Regions from separate parts of the Sus scrofa genome. Here region 1 is linked to region 2. A link is a contact called in public HiChIP or PLAC-seq data. All regions are on one chromosome and are shown on one strand. The core of a region is the stretch at or near the end of the contact, and the rest is flanking DNA. Distances in the headings are between cores, read along the strand shown. Region 1 overlaps CARMIL1 (F-actin-uncapping protein LRRC16A). Region 2 overlaps CARMIL1 (F-actin-uncapping protein LRRC16A).

Region 1 (5,802 bases), core at 442-2,941, 160 kb after region 2:
TGTTTAGTCTATAAAAGAGACCAAGCCAGGGAAGATTATTTACACAGAAACACAAAGAAACACAAGGCAGTCTGGCAGCCCAGAATGCTGAGGAATTTCAGCACCAAGTGCAATTTGATTTTGCACCTGAACCCTCCTCTCAGGGACTTATTTGGAAACTCAGAGAGGGAAATTTGGTTCCTTGCTTTGTGATATGAATGTTGAAGCAGCAAATCTCTGATAGTTACAGCTCAGCCTCTTTGTCACGCTTGTGTGCAGAAGACAGGCAGCTTTCTGTTATGCAGGGGCTTGTGGTGCGGAGGCTGAAGTGTGATTTAGTGAGCAGGGGTGTGGTGTGTACAGGCAGGCCTTCCAACGCTGGATGCCCTGCTCTCTGAAAGAGCCCCACAAGGCAGTGAGCAGACCAGACACACACACACACACACACCAGCTCTTTTTGGATGGAGGTGGGGGGGGGGTGCTGTATTTGCAGCATGTGGAAGTTCCCAGGCTAGGAATAGAATCTGCACCACAGCAGTGACAACATCAGATGATTATCCACTAGGCCGCCAGGGAACTCCTGCACCCACTCTTCATATCCCAGTTGAGGGGCTAGGCTCATGCCCCAGCTTGCTCTTGGCATTCCAGCCAGTGTGTTTTCAGGTTGTAGGCCATGACCCATTAGGTGGTCATGAAATGAACTTAATAGTTCACAGTAAGCTTTTTTTTTTTTAAAGAAACAAAATAGACAACATCAAAGTGCATTGTCCGGGGAAACTCGGGCTTGGGTTTTCTATTAAATGTGCATGTATTTATTGTTGCCTGAGTTTCCTGCATCACGATATGAAATCTCTTTCTTGATGTGGGTCAGGCTAAAAAAAAGCCTTGAAACACCCTGCTCTAGCTCAACTTTATTAACTAGTTGTGTGGTGAGTCCCCTGGGCTGACCTGGTATCTGAAACCAGGGTGTTTCAGTCATCACTTTGTGACTAATCCTTTGGAGCCAAGGGCTTTTTGGATCAGAGTGGAGTGTTTTCGGGCTTGTAGCTCTTCTCTCAGCTCATTCACATGCTGTCCTTCCCCACATGTCACAACCTCCTTGTTCTCGTCTCCCTCCTTACCCTTCCCAGTTACCCTGGATTTTATGATCTTAGCCTTTGGCAGGAATGTTTGTCCTTGTTTCCTCCCCTTGCTTTGTTCTAAATTGGATTATTTTGTTTAAAGATGATTTAGAATCCTATCTCGTGTTTTTCTTCTCGAAATGTTGACCTGAAGCACCCAAGTATTTCTTTTCCCAGCCATGTGGTGGTGGCTCTGATTTGACCTTCCAAATAAGACAAAGAGAAATAGATTCTAGAATTGCCACTTCTATGTTGGGGCACTCAAGAGCTTTCATGTCTTAGAGTCTACCAGCGGTTTTGGAGTCAAAATAAAGAAGTCCAGATCTGGGCTTACTCGCTTTCCATCTGAATTTCCTCAGGCAATTTTTCTAACTTTTCTATGCCTTGGAGGATTCCTCATCTCTCAAATAATAATAGCACCTCCCACTTGAAGGTGTCCTAAGGATTCAATGAGATAATGCCCATCAAAGCCATAAGAATGGCCTGTCACAGTATGCGCTCCATAAATGTTAACTTTCACTGTCACCTTTGGTTCATAAAACAGCCTCGTGACGTTAAATAGTGCAAATGTTACTGTTCCCCTTTTATGGATGAGGAAACTGTACATAATTTGGGAGAGCTTGCAGAGTCCTATCTAGTACCAGTTGTTCAGACTCCTGCCTAGGATTTCCTGAATAATCAAACAACCAATCTGTTATATTGTGGTTGGGCTTTTCTGATTTGGCTGCCTAGATTTCCTTTGGAAATGGAAGGAAATGATTGTATGGATGCGAATGGAAAAACATTGCATGTCCATAAATTTTCTTAGTCACTGATATTTAGAGATGTCAGGTTTTCTGCATGACAGCTTATACAACAGAACGTACTTTTCTTTAGAGTCATGATTTCAGCCATATTTAATTGATATTTTTTATGGCTATATGAAGTAAAACAATATTGTCAAAACTGCATAGATTTGGATTTTAGAGCTCAAAAATTAAGCTCTTGACTCTATTTTTTCTACTAGTCTTTTACTCCTGTATTCCTAGTTCTTGAATCTCTTTCTTTCTTTCTTTCTTTCTTTTTTTTTTTTGTCTTTTTAGGGCTGCACCCGAGGCATATGGAGGTTCCCAGTTTCATTTTGAAAGGAGAAATAAAAATTAGATTGTTTCATTCTAAATTTGACACATACTAAAACAAAAATAAATCATAAGGGGGGTTATTCATTAAGTCTCCAAATGAAAGCTTTTGGTGATAGATTTTGTTTTAATTCACAGCTCTGAAAGCCAGGTTTTGCTTTATTTGGGGGGCAGAATTGAATAGTTTTGGCCAAAAGTTGAAAAGTCGCTTCTGCCCTTTCTTTGTGGGGAAAGGTTTTCTTGCTGGTCAGTTTCTTCCATGACACCATAGAGTAACTAGCTTCAGAAAGTCCAAGGTAGGTTAATTTCTCTTTTTTTCCTGATATTTTGCCTGCCAGCCGCCCTCAATTTAATCATGTGGCCAAGACACCATTTTTGAAGTTGGCCAAATCGGAGGACCCTTAGTGTAAGAATCTGTTACCTTTTATAAAAAAATCAATTTAATTCTTTCAATTTCAAAAAAAAAAAAAAAGAATAGTCCTGACCACAGTTATGCCTTTCATTCTATTAGCACTTAGCCAGGATGTTTCTTGAAATACAGGAGTTCCCGTCGTGGCGCAGTGGTTAACGAATCCGACTAGGAACCATGAGGTTGCGGGTTCAGTCCCTGCCCTTGCTCAGTGGGTTAACGATCCGGCGTTGCCGTGAGCTGTGGTGTAGGTTGCAGACGAGGCTCGGATCCCGCGTTGCTGTGGCTCTGGTGTAGGCCAGTGGCTACAGCTCCGATTGGACCCCTAGCCTGGGAACCTCCATATGCCGAGGGAGCGGCCCAAGAAATAGCAAAAAGACAAAAAAAAAAAAAAAAAAAAAGAAGAAATACAGTATGTTTATGAGTTGTGGATGCCTAGGAAACGAAAACAAAACATTTTGTCAGGAAAGAAAGATGCTTGTAACTTCATCTGGAACCAGATAGAAAATTACTTTAACCAGACATTTTGTATCTGAGCCTTTAGTCCTTTTTACCTTTAATCCTGCTTTTTTTCTTTTTTTAGAATAAATGAGCAAACATGACTTTATTCACTTTATTCTAACTTAGAAGCTTCATTTTTATTACTTTCACTATTGAGAGTGTGATCGTCCTATTCATAGAGAAAAATGTTGCTGGATTATTTATTCCTTTTCGTCTGCCTTCCCTTTTGTTTTGTTTTGGTTTTGACCACACCCATGGCATGCAGAAGTTCACAGGCCAGGGATCAAACTTGTGCCACCGCAGTGACAGTGCTGGGTTCTTAACCCAATGAGCCACCAGGGAACTCTGTGTCTTCCTTTTTAACAGAAAATTTTTGATTAAGGAGTGAACAGATGTGTGCATGTCACTAGTAGCGTAAAATAATTATTCCATTCTGGTCTTGCGTTCGGTTATAGGCATTTACAATTTTATGTGGTGTTACAGGTGTGTCCAACACAAAAGAACATATTAAAAGTTTAAAAATTGTCATTTTCTCAAAGAACAAAGCAAAACAGCTCAAGTCAACCTGAGTGCAACAAATTTGAAGTTTAGTAGTAGGTTTTAACTTTGATCTATCAAATATTTTCAGCATGATATGGATATATATACATACACACACATGCATATAAATATTTTAACATTTATGTAGCATATGCTTTGCTAAATGAAAGAATACATGAAAGAATTGGTTATGAGTCAGCAGTGATTACTCTTAATATTTAAAGTAACAGTCTGGTATCCTTCTCTCTTCCATACCTATTTTTTTTAAAGACTTAATTTTTAACTTTGTCTACATTTTTTTTATTATAGTTGATTTACAATGTTCTGTCAGTTTCTGCTGTACAGCAGAGTGACCCAACCACACATATAGACACATTGCTCTTCTCCACACTATCTCTTATCATGTTCCATCATAAGTGGCTGGATACAGTTCCTTGTGCTGTATAGGACCCCATTGCCTATCCATTCTTCTTTGCTTTTTTTTTTTTTTTTTAGGGCTGCACCTGCGACATAAGGAGGTTCTCAGGCTAGGGGTCCAATAAGAGCTATAGCTGCTGGCCACAGCCACAGCAACACAGGATCCAAGTTGCATCTGCAACGACACCACACAGCTCATGGTAAGCCAGATCCTTAACCCACTAAGCAAAGCCAGGGATTGAATCCGCAACCTCACGATTGCTAGTCAGATTCGTTTCTGCTGCACCACAATAGGAACTCCTGCCTGTCCATTCTAAATGTAATAGTTTACATCTACTAACCCCAAACTCCCCGTCCATCCCACTCTGTTCCCTCCCCCTCTTGACAACCACAAGTCTACTTTCCATGTCTGAAGACTCAGTTTTTTTAAGTGTAGTTTTAGGGTCACAGCAAAATTGAGAGAAAGGTACAGAATTTCCCATATACTCCCTGTTCCCATAAGTGCATAGTCACCCACGTTATCAGCATCCATCACCAGAGTAATATGTTTGCTATGATTGGTGACCCTACATTTGATACATCATCACTACCCAAAGTCCATAGTTTTCCTTAGGGTTCGCTCTTGGTATTGTACAATCTGTGGGTTTGGAAAAATACATGAAGTATCCATCATTTTAGTATCTTACAGAGTATTTTCATTGCCTGAAAAATTCTGTGTTGACCTGTTTATTCCTCTTCCTCTGCTCAGCCCTTGGCAATCACTCCTCTTTCCATTGTCTCCATACGTTTTCCTTTTCCAAAATCTCATATAGTTTTCAACTACTTTGGGTAAATAATCAAGGGTTGTGGTTGCTGGGTCACATGGTAATAGAAAGTTCAGTTTTGTAAGGAACCTTCAAACTGTCTTCCAAAACAGCTGTACCATTTTGCATTCCCACTAGCAGTGAGTGAGAGTTCCTCCTGCTCCACAGCCTGGCCAGCATTTCGTGTTGTGGTTCTGGGTTTTGGCCAAGGTGTGTAGTGCTATCTCATTTTTTTAGCTTGCATTTCCTTGATGACGTATGATGTAGAACATCTTTGCACATGCTTATTTGCCATCTGTGTGTCTCCTTTGGTGAGGTGTCTGTCAAGGTCTTTGGCTCATTTTTTAATTAAGTGTATGTATTTTCTTAACGATTGAGTTTTAAGAGTTCTTTGTATATTTTAAGTAATAGTCCTTTATCAGATGTGCTTTTTTGCAACGATTTCTTCTTAGTCTGTGGGTTGTATTCTCATTCTCCTGACATTTTCTTTAGCAGAGCAAAACTTTTTTTTTTTTTTTTTTTTTTTTTTTTCCTTTTTTTAGAGCCACACTTGTGGCACATGGAAGTTCCAGGGCTGGGGCTCCAATGGGAGCTACTGGCCTACACCACAGCCACAGCAACACCAGATCCAAGCCACGTCTTTGACCTTGACCACAGCTCACGGCAATGCTGGATCCTTAACCCACTGAGCGAGGCCAGGGATCGAACCTGCATCCTTATAGATACTAGTCGAGTTCAAACCTGCTAGAACCACAGTGGGAACTCCCAGAACTTTTTAACTTGAATCAAGTCCAGCTTAAAGATGATTTCTTTTTCTATTTTTATTTATTTTGTATGACTATCCCCACATCATATGGAGGTTCCTAGGCCAGGGCCGTAGCTGTAACCTACTCTGCAGCTGTGGCAGTGCCGTA
Region 2 (6,282 bases), core at 641-3,140:
CCCCCCTTCCAGATAACATTTTGCTCAAGGTTCCTCAGGCTCAGCACTGACATTTGGACGCAAAAAGTCTTTTTTTTTTTTTTTTTTTTTTTTTGTCTTTTTAGGGCTGACACTGTGGCGTATGGAGGTTCCCAGGCTAGGGGTTGAATTGGAGCTGTAGCCACCGACCTACACCACAGCTCACAGCAATGCCGGATCCTTAACCCACTTAGCAAGGCCAGGGATCGAACCCAAGTTCTCATGGTTGCTAGTCAGGCTTGTTAACCACTGAGCCACAACAGGAACTCTGCAAAAAGTCTTTCTTGAGGGGCGGCTTGTGTGTTATAGGAGGCTTAGTAGCATCCTTGTCTCTACCTGCTGGATCCTGGGAGGGCTACTGCCTTCTCCTGGTCATGACAAATACAGATGTCTCCAGACAGTGTCAGATATTCTCTGGGTGGCAGAATTGCCCCCCTTCACCACCCCCGGTTGAGAACCAGTGGTTTAGGTCAGTGGGTCCCCAAATGTCAGAGAACAAATGCCTACCTCATCATACTTAGCTTATCAAGTTATATCTAAGTCTGAATATTTAAAGTCCTGTAATATAGCTATGGCTAATTAAAAATCACACGCACTTTGAAAGTCTTTTTTTTGAAGTATTTAGCTCCCTATATCTATATGTAACAAAAATAACAGATGCCACCAAGCAGAAGTTTGTCTCAAGATCTCTGATCTTAAAACCATTGATTTGGCCAGTGGTTCTCCATGTGCCATCCGGAGAATGGTAACTTTAGCATCACCTGGCAACTTGTTAAGAATGCACATTCAGAGGAGTCCCTTCCAGAGCCACTGAGATGAAGACCCAGGGAGAGGGGTGCAGCAGTTTGTTTTAATAAGCCCTTTGGGCAACTGGATGCCCACTGAAATATGAGAAACACTGGGTCAGCCTCTGAAGTAAGCCCCAACTAAATACCTATAGAATAAGCTTTACTGAGAAGTTATCATAATCCACTGTATACAGAACTTCAAATCTGCTTAAGAAAATGTCTTGTACTAGGCAGGTCAGGGGTCTGCTGGTCAGATGGGTCCTCCCTGAGAGCCTGGCACATCCACAGCTTCCTTTGGGGGTTTCCTTTCCTCAGCATCCCCGAGAGTGGGACCAGAAACCCCACACCTTGGCCACAGCTGACTTGAACCCAAGGTGCGCCTCTGTAGCCTGGACCTCACAGCTCTGCCCAATGGGCTGATCTGTATGTTGCAAAGATTCTTCCTCTGGAGAGTCTGAGACATGGAGAGAGACACCATAGCAGGAGAAAGCAGAAGGCATGAGGCGGTATAAGCCCTTGTACAGGCAGAAGCCCTGGAGCATGAAAAGGGCATTCATAAGCCAGTTAGGGCAAGAGAAGCAGAAGCAGGAAGAGTGACGGAGCCGTAGATGGCTGACTGCTTTCGAAGGGTGGTTTGGAAGTTGAGTGGAGTGAATCCATCTATCTAACCTATCTTGGGTCAGTATTTTTCAGTTGTCTACATGACCTAGCTGGGCAGCTGCTGATAGGGTTTCCAGCCATGCCTGCTTCTCCAGGTCTCCTTACGGTAGACCATCACTCACTATGGCAGCTTCAATGCATATCTAGTCTCTGCCACCTGGGTGAGCCCAACAACTACGTACTTGTATTAGGGGACCAGGTGGTCTGCAGACAGGCTTCATGGTTCGCCGCTTCCTTGGAGCGGAGACCCTCAGCCTGGCTGTGCCTCAAAAGGATCTGTGTAGCTCCGCCTCTTTATTTCAACACACGTTCCATCTGGGATCCCAAAAGGCAATTGAAGTTCACATTGCAGGAAAGAAGGGGAGGTGGAAGCGGTTGGGATCAGCATGTTACACTGACTTGCCCCAAAGAAACCTCCCTAGTAGAGCAGCATTTAGAAAACCCGCAGGCCTGGCTTGTTTCACTTCCTTAGATTGGACCAAGGAGGCCAACTCACAGTAGTCAGGCCAAGGACCTGGTGCTTCGACTTCAGTAACATCTTCTATTGGCATTTCCTGTTAAGGCATCTCAGGACATCTCTTTTGAGGGAGGTGCTAAGAGTGAGAGCCTTGGGAAAAAACAAAACAACCAAAAACATGGAAACACAGGCAGTGTTGAAATCAGCCTTGTGAATCATTTTCGAAACATTCAGTGGGCCCACAGAAATTTCTTGCCGGTTTGAACCATTGGCCTCAGCCCTGTCCAGTCTGTTGGTGTTGCCCTCATCCCTCCACTCATGCCTTCCTCCCTCTCTTTCCCATTCAAACCTGGAAAGAATGCAGGTGCTTTCATGCAGCAAATGCACGGGATTCTTTTCACACAAATCCCCTGAGAGGGGAGTGAGTAGAGATGCAGACTATTGCATACTGTCCCTCGGAAGGTTTTTCGAGTCTCTTTAGGGTATAGATCGTGGGAATGTGGGCCAGCGCTTGTTTTCAAGTCCATCTTAAAGGATTTGGGGCCTGACCAAGAACATAATCGGGATTCTCTTATTCTCCAGTTAGAATCCTTGTCAGCTACTCAAGAGCCCAGGACTATTTCCTTATTGTGCTTTCGTATCAAGCCCCTTACCTCTAATAGTGATCTTTTCATGGTAGGCACAGAAGAGTTGCATAGTGTGGGACCCAGGTCTAGAGCATAAATCTTAAGCCTAAGCTGGTTTTCTCAGGGCCCTGGTAAGTCTCTTTACTCATCAGCCTGGTCTCATGTAGTGCATCTTTAATTTAGCTTTGTGCCGGATGCAGGGATCAATAAGTAATGCAGCGAGGTGGGGAGAATGGCCAGCTGACTCTGCTTCTGTCAGAATGATCGGGGCAGTCAGAAAAGCCATTCAGTACGCTCTGACTTCTCACTTGAGCTCTGCTCCCCATTACACCCAGTTCCTAGCCCAGGAGGTTGCAGGATGCTTCAAAAGAAAGGTTGGTCCCATCTCCCCGTGGTGGGACCGAGCAGTGTTTGTGCCATGGTCTCAGGAATATGAACCTTTGCACGAATGAGTCACTTGTCTTGTTTCCCTTTCTGCCTGTCGTGTCAGAGAGTGATTTATTTCCTGTTTTTAAGGCTTAGTTTTATCATTCACATGGGAGAGAAATTGAATGTACTTTCAACTTTTGCTGATTACTGGCTCCTCCTTTGCCTGGAAAGATTGTCCTTCTTCCATTGTTAAAAGAGTTGTTTTTGCCGATTCAATGAAAGGACTTTTTTTTTTTTTTTTTTTCCTGAAGCTTTTGGAGAAGATACTTTGATTTTGTATGATAAAGTTATAGTGCGTGATTTTACTTTATTATTTTTAAACAAGTAAAATTGTCACTTGAAAGTTCACCTACAGTTGTTGGAAAAGCTTGGAAAGCATCTCATTTCCTGATGCTTCCACTAGCAACCCTTTTTCGCGTGTAAACCGGAAGAAATCTTGCGTAGCTCCAAGCCCTGTTTCCTAAACTGGGGAATGGATCATATTCCCAAGACAAGAATAAGATGCTCCGGGAGCAAAGTGCTCCTGCTAAGGACTTTGGCCTTGTGTTCCCCAAACCTAAACAGGTTTCACCTCTATTCTTAGAATGTTTAGCATCCTTGCTTAATATACAGTGTACATTTCATGAAGCACCCATTAATATCTCATAGGGCACTAGTATTCCAGGAAACTCAGAGAAAAGCTGACAACTTATTTATCTCAGTCTTTAACACAAAGGGCCTATATACTATAATTTGCACATCCCTTGGGACGGTTGTCATATCTGCTTCTGACACTTACAGATTAGCCAAGTGGGAGAAAAAAACCTGTCAAGGAGATGACATCCATCCATCCTACTTTTGGGAAGATCACGGACATGTTTCATTTACTAAATAATCATTGCATACCACCTGCGTGTCAAGGACCTGTGTTTGGCAGGAAGAAGGCAGTGCCTTGGGAAGTGATTGAGTTGAAGTCAAAGAGATTTTTTCTTTTCTTTTCTTTTTTTTTTTTTTTTTTGCATCTCCTTCTTTGGGTCTGATCTGAGAAATAGAAGTCAGATCAGGTATCAGTCTGCTTACTGTACGTGTTTAGGGTAATTTCAGAACAGTGCTTAAAAAAAAAAAAAAACTTTTTAGAAATGGGGTAGGGTAAGGTTCCTGAACTACATTAATCATCTCACTGGTTGTGTGCAGTTTATATTATGAGGCTGTCTTCTCCCCAGCGTGAGTGGGAGGGGCTGTCATGCAGAAGAGGACCTAGATTTATTGTCCATGGTCCTGAACTGGAGTCAGAGGATAAAAGCTACCAGGGACTGAGGATCATCTTGAAACTCAGAAAACTCTCCCCAGCAGCCCGGGCTGTCCAATGATAGAATCTGCTGATTTGTGTTGGGGGGCAGAGATGGAGTTCCTTGGAAGTGGACAAGTGCAAGTTTGGATTGCTTGACTCCATAACTGGGGGGGGGGGGTTCCCAAAAGACATTCAAATGAGGAAATCCATCCCTTGAGCAGAGATTTGGGATTCAGAATTTTCACTCCTCATGTGTCCAATCATTTCTGTTAGAGCATGTTCAGTATTGCAATGTTACTATCAAGGACTGAAAACTTTTGTTAGTTTGGCCAGGACAGAGCCGTTGTTGGGCCTCATGGAGTCCCACACTGCCTATATGGATTGGCTTGATATTTTTAGGATTGGATCCGCTTTCTCACCTTGAGGTTAAAATCCAGTTGGGAAGTCTGGACCGGATGGCCTCTAGTGGGCTTGCTGCTTTGAATTCCAATGGAGATGCGAGAGGCCTTTTCCAGCCTGTTTGTCAGGTTTAGATTTTGGCACTTCTGACTCTGGCTCTGAACAGAAATCCCCCACTGCCATCCTGGTCTGTCTGTCTCGTCTAGTTGGGGAAAGATGCCAGGAAGGCCCTTGTCTGTCCATTTGTCCCCTGTCTGTCTGTCTAGTTGGGGAAAGATGCCAGGAAGGCCCTTGTCTGTCCATTTGGAGTTGATAAGCAATGAGATCCTGCTGTATAGTGCAGGGAACTATATCTAATCACTTGTGATGGAACGTGATGGAGGAAGAACGTGAGAAAAAGAAATGCTGGGTCCTTCACCCACTGAGGCGGGCCAGGGATCAAACCTAGGTCCTCATGGATACTAGTTGATTCATTACTGCTGAGCCACGATGGGAACTGTCATTTGAAACTTTAGAAAAGTGAACGAGTGTGTCTTAACTCTTTAATTATATACTTATATTATGTCATAGAATTTATTCATCTTGAATTTATCTTCCGTCCTTGTTTGGGTACCTGTCTATATTCTCCAGTTCATTAGAATTTCCTTGACCTGATATACAGTTTTCTATCTGTGGCCACCTTTTTTTGTGCTTTATATAGCAGTACTTGTTTTGTTGATACATTGATTAGATGTACAACATGGTCTCAAATGTCAAAAAGAAATTCATGGGTAAATCAAAAGTGTTTAGATATTGGCGAACAGCTTCCACTTAGCACTGAAAGAGTGTGGGAAGAGAGTTTGGGGATACTTCTATGTCACGTTGGTTCTTAAATTTTGTTTAGACACTGCTTTTCTTTGGGCCACTCTGTAGGCATCTAAATCTGAAGTTGAAAGTCTTTTCTAAGATGGGAGAATGGGCCAACAATGGGTTTTTGTGGTTGTTGGTTTTACTTTTAATAGACAACCAGAATTTTCACCTCTCAGGGCAGAATGTTACCCACTTATTTATAGCAAGCGTGAGTTGTCAGGGCAGGTGGCTGTGGATTTCGGTGTTTAGACACTGATAAGACCTGCAATGAGGTCGCCATCTAGTTATGCTTAGGCTAAAAAAAAAAAAAAAAAAAAAAAAAAGACTGTGGATTAAGCTATGTATTTAACATGGATGTGAAAATTATATTTTTATTAACAAAAGTAGCAGTAGCACAGAAGCCCTGCTTTTGTGATTTTAGTTTCCCTGAGCCTTTTATTTCTGGTCTCTGGGTGGTTAACTGCTGGCTGCTGTAGCAGAGCCCAAACTATAATTTTATAGGAATTAAGCTTGACATTGGCAGTTTGAGGTTGTGGTCCACTGCAGAGCATGACATAAGTCTGAGCAGAGCAGTTTTCAACCAGCCTTTCTCACTGTGGCTGAGAAAGCTGTTATTAGCAGGACTTTAGGGGAGGACCCGCAGGGCAGGCTATTATACTTTTGGTCAACGTATTCTTTTTGGAACACTGGAACAGTACAAAATAATGTTTTTCTCTCTTTAGAAAAGCCTTCAGGTTGTTATTCTCCAGGGTATTGACATCTGGATTATCGTGTAAGTGAAAGTGG

Evidence for each region. HiChIP or PLAC-seq counts read pairs in DNA pulled down with a chosen protein or histone mark.
Region 1: an H3K27ac HiChIP or PLAC-seq map of alveolar macrophages shows a contact between it and region 2. The contact joins two enhancer-like sites. A contact is called at or near these places in 1 of 47 Hi-C or Micro-C datasets (epiblast stem cells) and 1 of 2 datasets of contacts at active chromatin or transcription factors (alveolar macrophages).

The regions. Positions count from the first base shown.
Region 1 is chr7:20,215,475-20,221,276 of Sscrofa11.1, forward strand. The region is part of intron 11 of CARMIL1 (F-actin-uncapping protein LRRC16A); the gene reads left to right. Among named protein-coding and RNA genes, the nearest start is that of SCGN, 170 kb to the right of the region's middle. Within about 2 kb of position 1,692, at least 1 of the 83 cell types and tissues checked has an H3K27ac peak or open chromatin away from gene starts, as enhancers often do. A contact at or near this core is called in alveolar macrophages, where this site is marked.
Region 2 is chr7:20,057,666-20,063,947 of Sscrofa11.1, forward strand. All of the region lies in intron 2 of CARMIL1 (F-actin-uncapping protein LRRC16A), which reads left to right. Among named protein-coding and RNA genes, the nearest start is that of CARMIL1, 24 kb to the left of the region's middle. Within about 2 kb of position 1,891, at least 20 of the 83 cell types and tissues checked have an H3K27ac peak or open chromatin away from gene starts, as enhancers often do. A contact at or near this core is called in alveolar macrophages, where this site is marked.